Regions from separate parts of the Drosophila melanogaster genome. Here region 1 is linked to region 2. A link is a contact called in public targeted proximity ligation data. All regions are on one chromosome and are shown on one strand. The core of a region is the stretch at or near the end of the contact, and the rest is flanking DNA. Distances in the headings are between cores, read along the strand shown. Region 1 overlaps CG43739. Region 2 overlaps CG9328.

Evidence for each region.
Region 1: a contact with region 2 is called in a targeted proximity ligation map of the Kc167 cell line, with 2.2 times the contacts expected there. A contact is called at or near these places in 6 of 107 Hi-C or Micro-C datasets (the D17-c3 cell line, the Kc167 cell line, the ML-DmBG3-c2 cell line and 3 more) and 1 of 7 datasets of targeted methods (the Kc167 cell line).

What each region holds. Positions count from the first base shown.
Region 1 is chr2L:20,875,722-20,882,275 of dm6, forward strand. CG43739 reads right to left here. Exons shown (of 11, transcript NM_001273719.1): 4 at 6,541-6,554; 5 at 6,266-6,470; 6 at 1,832-1,956; 7 at 1,428-1,756; 8 at 1,191-1,362. It overlaps sky (skywalker), which reads right to left. Exons shown (of 11, transcript NM_206017.3): 4 at 6,541-6,554; 5 at 6,266-6,470; 6 at 1,832-1,956; 7 at 1,428-1,756; 8 at 1,191-1,362. Among named protein-coding and RNA genes, the nearest start is that of CG14401, 9.1 kb to the left of the region's middle.
Region 2 is chr2L:20,803,788-20,809,669 of dm6, forward strand. All of the region lies in intron 1 of CG9328, which reads left to right. Among named protein-coding and RNA genes, the nearest start is that of CG9328, 9.0 kb to the left of the region's middle.

The sequences.
Region 1 (6,554 bases), core at 1,675-4,174, 73 kb after region 2:
ACCCTACAGTTTATACATAATCATGATGGATGAAATATTTAACAGAATGCACCCAAATGCGGCCAATGAACCCGTGGAAATGTATTTCATCGAATTCAGAAGTATGTATGTATACATTGATTAAGCGTACGCAAATTTATATTGTATTTCGCAATTATTATTTTTGTAGTATCGTTAATATTCATTCATTCGTTGCCAAGGCAGCAAAAAAAGTACAAGAAAAATAGAAATAACGTTTTATATATTGATTTCATATATGGAGCAAATTCACTTGAGGATTATTGTTGGTTTATGTATTTCTGTATGTGAGTATATAGGCTTTGCAATATATTATTTCATTTTATCACAACGAAAAGCAACGGAAACGAATAAAAAGCTATACAGTGTGGTTATTTTATAAATGTGGTTATTGTGTAGGCTGTGTTTTTGCTTTGCTTGATAAGTAACGAAACAGTAACTGCAAGAAGTTATTTCATTCCGCGAAATAATACATGACAAAAATCAAACACAACACAAAAGTCAAGTGGAAGCAGAACGGACACAAAAATCGAGTCGAATCAGTTCGGAGAGAGAGCTTGAGAATTAACTGGACGCCTTAAACCATCAGGACTTGATCCAGTTGATTCCGAAATTAAACTTTTCATATGTACACATATTTGATATTTGATTTCAATTTTAAATTAAAACTTTCCTATTTTCATGCTTTCGTAACTCGACTCGAGCAAATTAAGAAAATTGAAAGTAGATTCAACTCATTCAAAGACGGTGTGGAAAGAAAAACAACAGATCAAGCAGAATCAATCAAACATTGGCATCTTTTTTGTTTTGTAATAATAATTTTGTATAGCTTTTCACGGCCTCATACCAAATTGCGACAGCTCTCGGAGTGCAGCTTCTGGTTTTGTTTATTTATTGGGTGCGTTGTTTCAGAGTTGAAGAAGTTGTGAGAGAAACATAAACAGAAAACGAATAAAAATAAATCAGAGTTTACCATTAGACAAGGTGTTTTGCTTGTAGTGCTGTGCTGTGTGAATAGTTTCATTTGGGTCATTACTAACTGAAGGAATGCCTAACTCGGTTTCTGTTTGTATTCAGTATTCTGTATTCTGGGTACTGTGTTCGCTGTGTATGCTGTGTGATGGTGGGTTGGAGGGGGCGCGTCGATTGGGTTAGGGATTAGATTCACATACCTCTCGGATGGTCAGGGTGTGGGACATCATTTGGATGTTGACCTGCGACTGACTAGTGGGCAGATTATCACTTGAACGCGATTTGATTAATTGCTTCGAACCGCTGGTGAGCACGGAGCGGCTTTTTAGTAGCATTTCAGTCTTGATAAATATTCTAGAAATATACTGGGTACTGCAAGAGAAGAAACCGGGCATTACAAACTGATCTCATTGATCATTAGTTAACATTTTAACTACCTCAGTCCCCTAATACTAAACGCGGCATGGAGCAACTTCGCCGGCGACACTGGTATCTTCTTGCAGAACTTGATCAAAGCGTTGCCAATGTCGTTTTTAATGTTGTCCGGACTCCATTCGTTGTTCGACTGGCACTCCTTGTGAAACAGGTTGAGTATGACGAGGGCCACGCGGTACAGGACCTTGATGCCCTCGTGGAAGTAGCAGTCCATGATCCGCACCAGATGCTGGAAGGGTAGACCGGCTAGAATCCACCAGCACCAGTCCATGAAGATGCGTTCTAGCTTCAGGCCCGGGCAAATACGTTGGAAATACGAAGTAGCACTTTTCTAAACGATACACTTTTGATTAGCATTTGATCGATGTGTACTGCTGTACTGCTGTACTGGGAGTCTACTACTTACTGTGTGCTTTTTGGCTATCTGCATCACCGTCTTCCAAGTGACTTCGTGCTGTAGTTTGGTTTGATTGATGAATACCTTCTCCTTGCTACCGACCAGACCGGCCAGACATATGTACGCCTCCTCCTCTGGAAAATATGAATTATATCAAAATGCATTATTAGTACCGAATGTTAATAAAGAATCTAATGACTTCATTTTAAATGTACTGAAATGTAGTTCTTATTATTAATTGAAATATTGCTAATATAATTTCATTTCGAATATAATTGCCTTAATAGTTATCCGCTCATTTTCTGCTTACAATACCAACGTGTCGTATACGTAATATTCGATATTTGATACGCCCGTTGGCACTCGTACGCAAGATCGTATTGCAGTTTTTCTAGCAATTATCTATTTAATAACAGCCCTAACCTTAGCCACAATTTATGCAGTTACCACCCCCGCACCCCCTCCCTTCCTGATCCGCGTCCAATTTAATTGTGGAACTGCAGCAGCTCGACTTATAACATTCGTGGTGGTTTGGTTTGGTGTGCATATCTACATATACGTACGTACATATATGTATGTATGTATACACACTGAATTACCGCAATGACGCAGCGCAAATTAAATTGAGAATGCGTCGAGCATCCGTCGGTGGAGTGCACTTTGACCAGCATCACCGCCATTTCCCCGCCCCAACCACGCCCTCTTCAATTTTCCATAATTAGCCGGCACCATTTTTTCAGCAACCTGTGTATGTGCGCTCTGATTATTTGATTTCTAAATTAGATCAAATTATGCAATGTCACAGTGTTGGAGCTATAAATACCCTCTGGGAGTTTTGCTCGAGCTGTTTTTCAGGCAATCGTGAGAGAGTCATTAGCGTTCGTGAAAATATTAGGCAGGCATTTAAAAAGTAATTGTGCGCGCAACGGGAGGGAGCGCAGTTTGGGGTGTGGACTTTAAAGGACTTTAAATTTAATTTAGATAATGAACCGACTTGAACCTTCGCAGGGCGATAAGGAGTCATCGGATTGATTTGCTGCATTACAAAGTTTAATTAGTTTCAAACGCCGCGGGGTAAACAAAGGTCTTATCAGCGGATTTCGCCGGCTTATCAGTGGATTACACTGGCCCCAGGCGGTTCGACTTAGTTTCCCCGGATTGCTCTCATTTGCCAGGGCATCGGATGCAGGGCAGGGTCTGGAGTATAGTACATATAGTGTGCTGAACTTTATCTATTGCGGAAAGACAGCTGGAGTCCGGGCAAACATTTGATAAGTTCATTAAATATTCAAGAGCCTCGCTATATATAGACTATGACGAGCGTTAGACACTGCAATTGCAATAATTCGCCAACATTTGCATTCTGGTCAAACTTTTAACGACCCCTCACATACTCATTATCAGTCGGCGCGAAAGCAAAAGTAAACAATTTCAATTGAAATTAATCAAGTAACTGATAATAACGATTTAAAACTGTGGTAAACGCGAGCGTGCCAAAGAAACAGAATACCAGAAACCAAAGGCATCACCAAAGCTACTTTTGAATACAGACAAAGGTCGATTGGCTAATGAGACAGAATGTTAAGTCGGTAGACGTCAGAGAGCACGTGTCGAGTTATTTATGAGATATAAGCCAACTAAAAATAGCCAAAGATAGCCAAAAGACCCACAGCCGAGATACACGAACAGAAACCAGGAGTCCAGTCCATCTGCTCTCCTACTTTAATTAGCTCAACAAACTCAAGCATAAACAATGTAAATATGGCAAGACAAAAACAAAAGCGGAACTTACACACGGCCCACTTAATAGACTTAGATAAAAGCAAAAATAACATTTTTGAATTGCTAATCGGCGGAGAGCAGCAGACAAGCAAATCTGAGTAGGCATGAAGAAACTGGGAAATAGCTCTATAAGAAATAGACGGTATGGATTTTAGAGCTTTCTGAATGAAGCTGATAAGATACACACTATTTACCTGTGTTTTGCCCCGTAAAGTGCCGCGAAACAAAGAGATACAATTCAAATCCCCCTTTTACGCCTGGGGAACCTTGAAAACCCGCCTCCATTTCACTTATTTAGCTGGCTAATGCATATGCATGGGAAAGGGCAGAGAAATGCAAATTAAAGCAGGGCTATATTCCAATTTTCACTCTCTACCTGAGTCAAGTCTGACGTCAGAGTGCTGGGCCATTAAAGCCAAGTACTGCGAAATATTCCATATACTTTAATCTGAATTGTGCGTGCCCGGCATTGCCAACTATTTGATGTGATGATGAGCACTCCGCATAGGAATCGGGTAAGCCAGGTATACCAAAGCGACAATGTTTGGGTAGGGCGCAAAAACACAAACAGAACAATGGGGAGCCAGAACGGTGGAGAATAGAACTGGCAAACAAATCCATAAACGATGGGGAGCACATATGTGCGCATTTGCCTATCTGCTGCTGCCTTGTCTTCTGTCTGCGTTTTATGCGAGTTTTATGCTCACGTGTTGGCATTATTAGCCAAGCACAACGCAAATCAAAGAACCATTTCAAGATTCTAGAACAAAAAGAAGAAATACTAAAAGCACACGAATCCCAAAAAACCAGTGTGATGAGTGATGCTTTTCCAAAAGTAAATTAGAGGAGCGTCATGAGTATATATGCAAAAGTTATTAAAGACACACAGAAGTGTGTCAGTAAACTAAGAAACGTATCCCCAGGCCTTGAAACATGCCAATATTTCAATGTTCTGCTTCGACTTTTGCTCTGTTTACTTTAAGTGGCTAAAGGCAAATTCGCCAATTGCAAAAGAAGACGAATCAAACCGAGTCGAATGCAATGACGTCAACAGCGAAATTCCAACAGTCCGACATATGCATATGTGCTATCTATACCACTTTAAAGTTTAAACATTCGTTTATGTGCGACTCTTGAACTTGAAAGTGCAGGCAGAAAAACGTTCCACATTTAAATGCGTTGGCTGAACGCAGCTCACTTTTCAATTTTCTTTATTCCAGTATCCTTCGGTTTGGCAGTTTTTTTTTTGGAGTCATTTCACTGCAACTTCTTTCAATGTTTATGACCACAAAAAAAAAAAAGTAATAGCAGTTTTATATAAGAAAAAAAATTTTGTATGACCTAGAAAAAATCAGATTTCTTTGGAGGGCGGGAAATTACCTCGAAATCTAGACCGGAATCGAACAGTTTCGTCTGCCAGACAGACACAAAGGAGGGAAGGTATTTCGCACAGTGTAAATAAACCTTCAAAATGACAGGCTGTCTGACCTCCTCCTCAAAAAATCAGCTTATCAGCATCTCCAGAATATAAGTGCATACATATGTATACATATGAAATCGAATTGAAATCATTTTCAGAGAGCAGCGGAAAATATTTTTAGAAATAAAAGTTTGATAGAACGATTGACGGATTGTCTTACTTTTTAAAAATATGAAAACTATTTAAGGGCCGAGCAATTGGAATTGATTAGATTCCTGTAGATTATGCATATTGCCACAATTAAGAGGTTATCAATGGGTCACTCGCATTACAAGCTGTCTATTTCATATAGCTAGACCTCGAAATACGCGGTGTGCGATTATTTGGCCAAACTTCCGAATTTTCACATCCCTTTAGGTTAAATTTTGCTCATTTCGTATTCAATTATTTTTCCCATCATTGATGGAGCGGAATTCAGCGCATTTGTACTCGATCCGACTCCGCACCTGACTGGATGAAACCAAATTCCTAGTAAACAATCTATACTGTAAGTTAAATATTCGATTTTGTTATTGTGTCGCCAATAACAACAATGAATAATGATTAACTGATAATGAAGTAGTACGGACAATTTTTCAGAAGCAACAACAAATGCGGAACTAAAGCAGACAGTTAGACGTTGATCACTTGACTATGGTCAAGTACAGTGCGATACAGTTCAACCTACAAGTATACCTAATGCAGACGCAAGGCTATACAAATATTACAGGATGTATTACAGAATGACTCAAATCAAGGATGAATTTGCATATCGCAGCAGAAATTGCTTGAAGTAAATGGCAAGGATTGAACGGCCGGCCCTACAATGCCGGTTTTCACTGTACCTTCAGACAGTACAAAGGAATAACAAGATTTACATTAGAAATTATTTGGCGGCTCATTGCGTGTTGGCCAAATCAATTAGGTAGAAAATCACGATACATCAATTTGCAACCAGCTGCGATACGCGCCGAGAACCCCCGTATATATACCACACAGATATATAAATATAGATATACCTATAGATATATAGGGAGCTAACCGAGGGTCTGGAGCGTAGAGCCTTACAATTGTGCCACTTATTTTTGTGTGCCTTGTAGAGGCGATAAAAATGACTCGATCAAATATTGACATTCACGTGTGCTGCGGATGGAGAGGTGTGGAATGTTGTGTGCTGGAGTGCTGGCACTGCGATAACTCACCCGACATGAAATGCAAAAGTATCGATGTAATGGGATACAATACTGGACTGTAGGTAATATCGGGGCAGTCGTAGCCCAGGACATTCACGATGCGATCGGCCACGGCTCGTCCCGTGCTGGTCAAGTGGTAGGGCAAACAGTGGGTGGCATCCACAAAGGCGGGCAGCATGATCGGCTTCTCCGACAGCTCCGTGGTGCCAAAGACCTGAATTTTAGGAAAACACACATTAGTTAAGTACGGGACAAAAGGGTGAAATCTGGTATATGGATCCCACCTGGTGAACCATCT
Region 2 (5,882 bases), core at 849-3,348:
GGACAGCAACAACAAGCACACGAAGTGCAGTGACGCGAGGCCTTTGTAGGAAAGCGATGAAAATGGGGAAAAGTGCGGGGAAAAGAGCAGAGAGCAGAGGGCAAAACGCAGACACAACACCCCAAAACACACACCCACACACCCACTTGAGAAAGATATACTACATATATCCGAAGAGAGCAACTGAGAGAGCCTTGTTCGATACTCGACTTCGCGCTGCGCATTTTGATGGTTTCCTGTGAATGTTTTTGATATTTCAATGCGAGTAACTTGTTGCATGCGATACATGAAATGGGCAAAAAAAACCAAATACTTTTAGGTGTACGCCACAAAAGAGTCTTTAAGGAGAGGAATGTGTACACACACTTCGTATAGGAACGAGAATGAGGAAAACGGAGAAATAATAACGATAAGTAATCGTAATTTGTTTGGAGTCCCTTCGGGTGACGTCAGCCTTCTCGAGATAAGTGTTTTAAATGGCTTTGATGGGAAAGGGTAGTAACCAAAAAAAGTATGTGTTCATAATACATTTATAGTATAATATAATAATATTTGTAATATTAATCTTTAGGATCCATCTATTAAAGATATTAATGGTCATTAAAAGATAATTTTCCATTTTTATTGTTAAGCATGAAAAGATACCCCAATCTGGATTCATTTTTTTACCATATCAATTGAATTATTTTATTGACAACAGACAATTTTTCAGTTTAGATATCAATCAGTGCCGCACAGCTATAGTTTCTCCTCTATAAACCTTCTTCGCATCAGCATCATGTTTTTTATGCAAATTGGCTTTACTTTCGGTCTGATTGGTTCCATTCGATCTCTTTCGTTTCGCGCAGTTTGTTCCGTTTCCGCAACTGATTGATTTGTTGTTGTTGCAGTTGGGGTCTTAATGGAGTTATCAAATAATACAAAATTCAATTGAAGTTTTTTACGAGTGCGGCTAGGCAAATGATTTTGCTTGGTCATGGAAGATATCAAAGTGAAAAAAGAGTGAAAGGCTTGGAATGCTCTTTAGTGCTTAGCGCTTTTAATTGTGTTTAGCTTTTTTAAGCCGGTTGGAAAACGCAGATTTTTATTCGTTAAGTGCTGCAATTTCTTCATCGCCTGGCGGCTTATATAAATTATTTAAACTCTTTTTGTATGCTTCCAAATGATTATTACTGTCTGCGAGCGCGTGAAATGGTTTTGTTTTTCTGCTTTGATTGGCTAATTTGATGTTTGTTGCTTGGGCCACGTTTGTTGCCGGTTTACGGCGTCTCAAGGCCATTTTGTCGTAGTGCCCATTTACATGCATTAGGATTTAAAGTCATACATATGTGCCTTGTAAAGACGGAATATGTACATACGGAATGAAATCACCAGGCGTGACACACGGGCTATTTAAAGAGTCATATTCAGATATTTGGGTGACTGTTTATGGCTTATTAAATATATAATTATTACGAAAAGAAGTCAATTTATCAATTTCTTAATAGTAACTAGCCCATTATACTTATAAATCAATAGAAGTGTGTGAAATTCAGATCGAAAGTTCAAATTTTGAAAAATCTTTCTTCATTTAAATATCGGCAAAAATGTAAATTTTCAAAGAATATTTCAACACATAAATTTTCATTGTGCTCCATTAACAATTTCATGTTTGTGTTCCGTATTTAGAATCCACAAAATACACAGAATAAACTGGCAAAATTCGTAAATGAAAGCATAAAAACTAACGGTATTTACATGGAACAGCTAAAAGTTTTACTCTTAGCCATTCAAGTTCTTTGGAGGTTTCCATTTAAGGCATGCAGAACAAATATGTTATGTTTTTATGATTTGCCGAGTTCCATAGATAATAAGAACCTCTTATCTAAACTGACGTCTGAGTTTAATGCTCATACATGGCCAAATATTTGCCCAAATCGCATATCCCCCTGAAAAGCTTGAGATTATTCAGCTACGCCAACTAGTAACAAATTTCCATAAAGCTTCGAAAGAACAATCATAAAAATGTTTATTAAATTTATTTCACTCGCTTATTGTAGTTGTCCAAGCTATTATTATTCCGTCTGATAAGCGTTTTGCACCCGCATGGCTATGGGCATGGGTTCAGAGTTTTTAGCTTGATTGGCTCGATGCGGGATTTCGATTACGAAATTCTTTTAATGGACTCGCTCAGCGCCCCTTGAACGATACCCTGTACACTCCGCTTTGCGGGGTGTGTCAGGTATGTTAATCAATTGGGATATATACATATTACGTTTTTTCAATTTTATTAAATGTATTACAAGACTTCCATGACATATATTATATTATAAGTAAATGTCCGAATGACTTGCGTATTAAACCATTTTTCCAACTTATGGTTTTTGAGCACACTTGGTATGCTATAGTCGAACCATTTATGACTCTTCCTAGTTGCTCGAAGCATAAACGTTCCGACTTGCGGGAAAACAAATTTTCTGTTTATTGTTCAAAAATTGTATCTGTGGTGTGGGGTCGGTCGAATGGCTTGTGTTATTGTTTATGCGGAATGTTGAATTCGGAATGCCACATGTGTGGGGCTGCTGAGTTGCTCTGTTTATAAAGCAAAGCGCTGTTTAGATTTAGAAATGCATTTAATGCCCGGGGACGCCGATTTCTCGGAATCTTTCGCGGCTTGGGGCCAAACTGAGTTCCAGGGAAAGGTCAGTTTTTCAGGGTGTTAGGGCGCTTTTTTTTATATAGTTTTGACCCCGAATTCCCAGTAAACGTTTTAAGTCCCGTTGCCTTTATTTTCGAGGCTTTCCCATTGCGCAACGAATGGCAACTGTTTTCGGTTTGTACATTTCGACTGGGCTTTGACACCGGTTTCTTTTATTTTGTTATTTATGCCCACTTGTCAAGCCGCTTAGCCAAAAAACCAAAAATTAAAAGAGAAAAAATGCAAGAAATTAAACTGAAAATTGTTATTAAAAGCGCGTACAAGACGACAAACGATGTCGACGCGGAAAATTAGTTGCCGAGCGACTGAATGAATGAATGACTGAATGAGTGACTGGAGTGGACAGTTTAGTGAGGGGCGGTGAGGGGGCGGGGCAGGTGAAAGCCGGTAAGCCATTTCGCAGCTGGGGAATTGACTGACTTACATTGCCGAATGCCTGTGGCCACTTGGACGATTTCCTGTGGTTGCATCTCCCGCTGGGTTGACTGACCACAAAAGCAGAAATATAAAACGAGAAGGCGGCGCGAGGGGGGCGTGGCAGATTAGCTAATTTCATGACTCACCTGCCGAATAATTAGCGATGGGCGTGAGGCTCAAACGGCCGACTAAACGTGGCCAATAAATTCTGACACGCTATTAAAATTAAAGAAAAAATATGTTTCAACGAGGAACAGGGGGTTTTGACCAGCGAACGAGTGACTGACTGGGTGGCCTCAAAGGAAATTGGGGGTGGCACCGGCGGTTGGTTAATAGAAATTGCCTTGCGTGCTATTTGTTGCCAAACAAACACAAGCGAATGTGCCAAACACAAATAAATAGTAAATATATAAATGTCTATGACTAACACGCGCCTTAAACGATCCCACGACTATGAGGCTTATTGCTGAAAAATAGGGCCTTTTGAGCGAATAGGTCTGATGACAAAGCTAATAGGAAAGGCAGATTGAGAAAGTATTATTGTATTGTAAGTAATCAAACTTCCTCAAAAGAGGCAATTGCTCTAAACTAAAGTGATTACTTTTTGATTATAGAAATATTTTCCGCTTCTTTTAGCAACTATCTTAAGGCTAAATTTCCAATAACATGAACATATAAATGTATACATAGTTGTTCTACAAGTTGTCATTCTTCGGATTGCGATAAAAGTGTTCAACTATTTTCCTACAGCGCAAGGCTGAAACTTTTTCCAAAAACGACCGATCATACACAAATTTGCTTTTAGTCAAAACACAAGTTTCACTTGCGCTGGTTTATTTATTGAACTGTTTTGGCCTGTTTCTATTTCTGTTGTTTCTGGCCTGGTTGTCTAAATATTTACAGCAGGCAAACACACCCACTTTGTGGTAAGCAAATAGATAGAACCAAACCCAATTTTTTTTTTTTTTTTGGCCAACAACATATGGAAGCCTTTGTGGAAATTAGCAAACTCTTAACCCCTGACTACACGCACAGCTGATTAACCCACAGCTAGCCGACGAGCCCCTTTCTAGAAACACAATACCCAAAGCTTTCGTGGACGCCGTGGAATATCTATGCATCAGGGGGGGATTGGGGGTGTTTTGTTGGCGACGACTTGTGATTGTTTGTTACCTGACTGCTGCTGGCATTTCTGCTATCCTGTTGAAAAATCAGGGAAATCTATTTATTGATGTTTTGCGCACAAACCCCTGATGGAAGCGACAGAGATGGAACGAGGGTTCCCCAAGGGTCGACGAATATATGACATCACAGCAGGAGAAGGTATGCAGACGCGACAAAAGCTTTCAAGACAAACAAAAGCTTTCTGCACACAGAGAAAAAAAGTTGTTTCTAAATGCTTTAAAACGGTGAAAAACCTTGCCAACAGAACACAAAATACTTTAAATATGTACGTTTTCTTAATATAGATACATATATGTCTTTATTTATTTCAATATATTCCATGTATAATTTATGAATTTCATATTTTTTTATTATTAAATTTTAGTGCAGTAAAGACTTAAATATTCGAAAATTAATGGTTTATTCTCTTTGTGCAATCAGCTTGTAACACTCCTGCACAGCTCTCTCTCTCTCTCTCGCTCATCGTTTTGTCTCTGCCGTATCCTGTTGCTGACGTCATAGCTCCTGTTTTGGCGACTCCTGTTGCTCCTGTCGGCCATCCAGCCTGTGCCATTTGCTGTTCGCCGGTTGATTCGAGGCGGAGTATTTGAGTTAGAGTTGCTCAATGGCGGGCTCCCGGTTCCGCCCCTTTGGCCCCACCACCGCCCCATCCACCGTGAATCATCCATCCTGAGAAAGAACCTTACCACTTTTTGCGGGTGGAGAAATACTGGAGTGGCAGCAACTTCCCCTGCCGAAGGTACATTATTCTGGATTGTGCGGCATCCAAGAAGTTGGTCCATGTCTTAGACTTCCATCTTACGAAGGGGTCGGAAAATGCGGGAAATCGGGTCCAAGGGGCCGCCGCTTTGTTTGTGTTGTGTGTGGAGCGGCCATTTTCTCCATGGAGCCAATTAGCACCAGGCGGCCAGGAAACGGAAGCTGGAAAACGCTCGCCCGTGGCTGTCGATTTTCCATTTTCTTCCCCAGGAGGAGGCGGATGCCGATGCTCCTACAAAATCCCCGAGAGAGAGAGATGGCTGTACAAAGATAGAAAGAGAGCACGAGAGTGAAGCTTCCGAAAAGCTCCTGCCGGTAGGAGGCTGAGCCCCCCTCCCCATCCCCACCCCCACTCTCTTTTCGGGGCCTTTGTTATCCTGCACACATGTGTGTCCTTTATGCAGACGGGCTGTAGCGTCGGGTCAAGGCTGCCACCCCCAGCTGCCACTGCCGAATGCCACGTCCAACATGCAACATCCTTATGCCAGCTGACATAAATGCGCTATAACAGATGGGTATCTCAAATCAATGCAGTGCTTTGTAGTCTGTAAATCTGCTCTTCCAAAAGGAGCAAAGTACTCTTCTATCTGCTACTTATTTCATTTGAATGATATGTGATGGTCGCTTCATTTAGTATGCTATCTGTGTGGGCAAACAAATCAACTTCAAATGCAGAGTATTTCAAGGTTCGATTAAACTGTCGTTTTGTAACTATTCCGTTGTAGAGGGCTCAGACGAGCATGTGCAGCCATTTGGAGGTTGGGTTTTGATTGAGAACAACGAGCTTTCACTTTTTGAAGGACTTAATCCGTTTTGGCTTTAG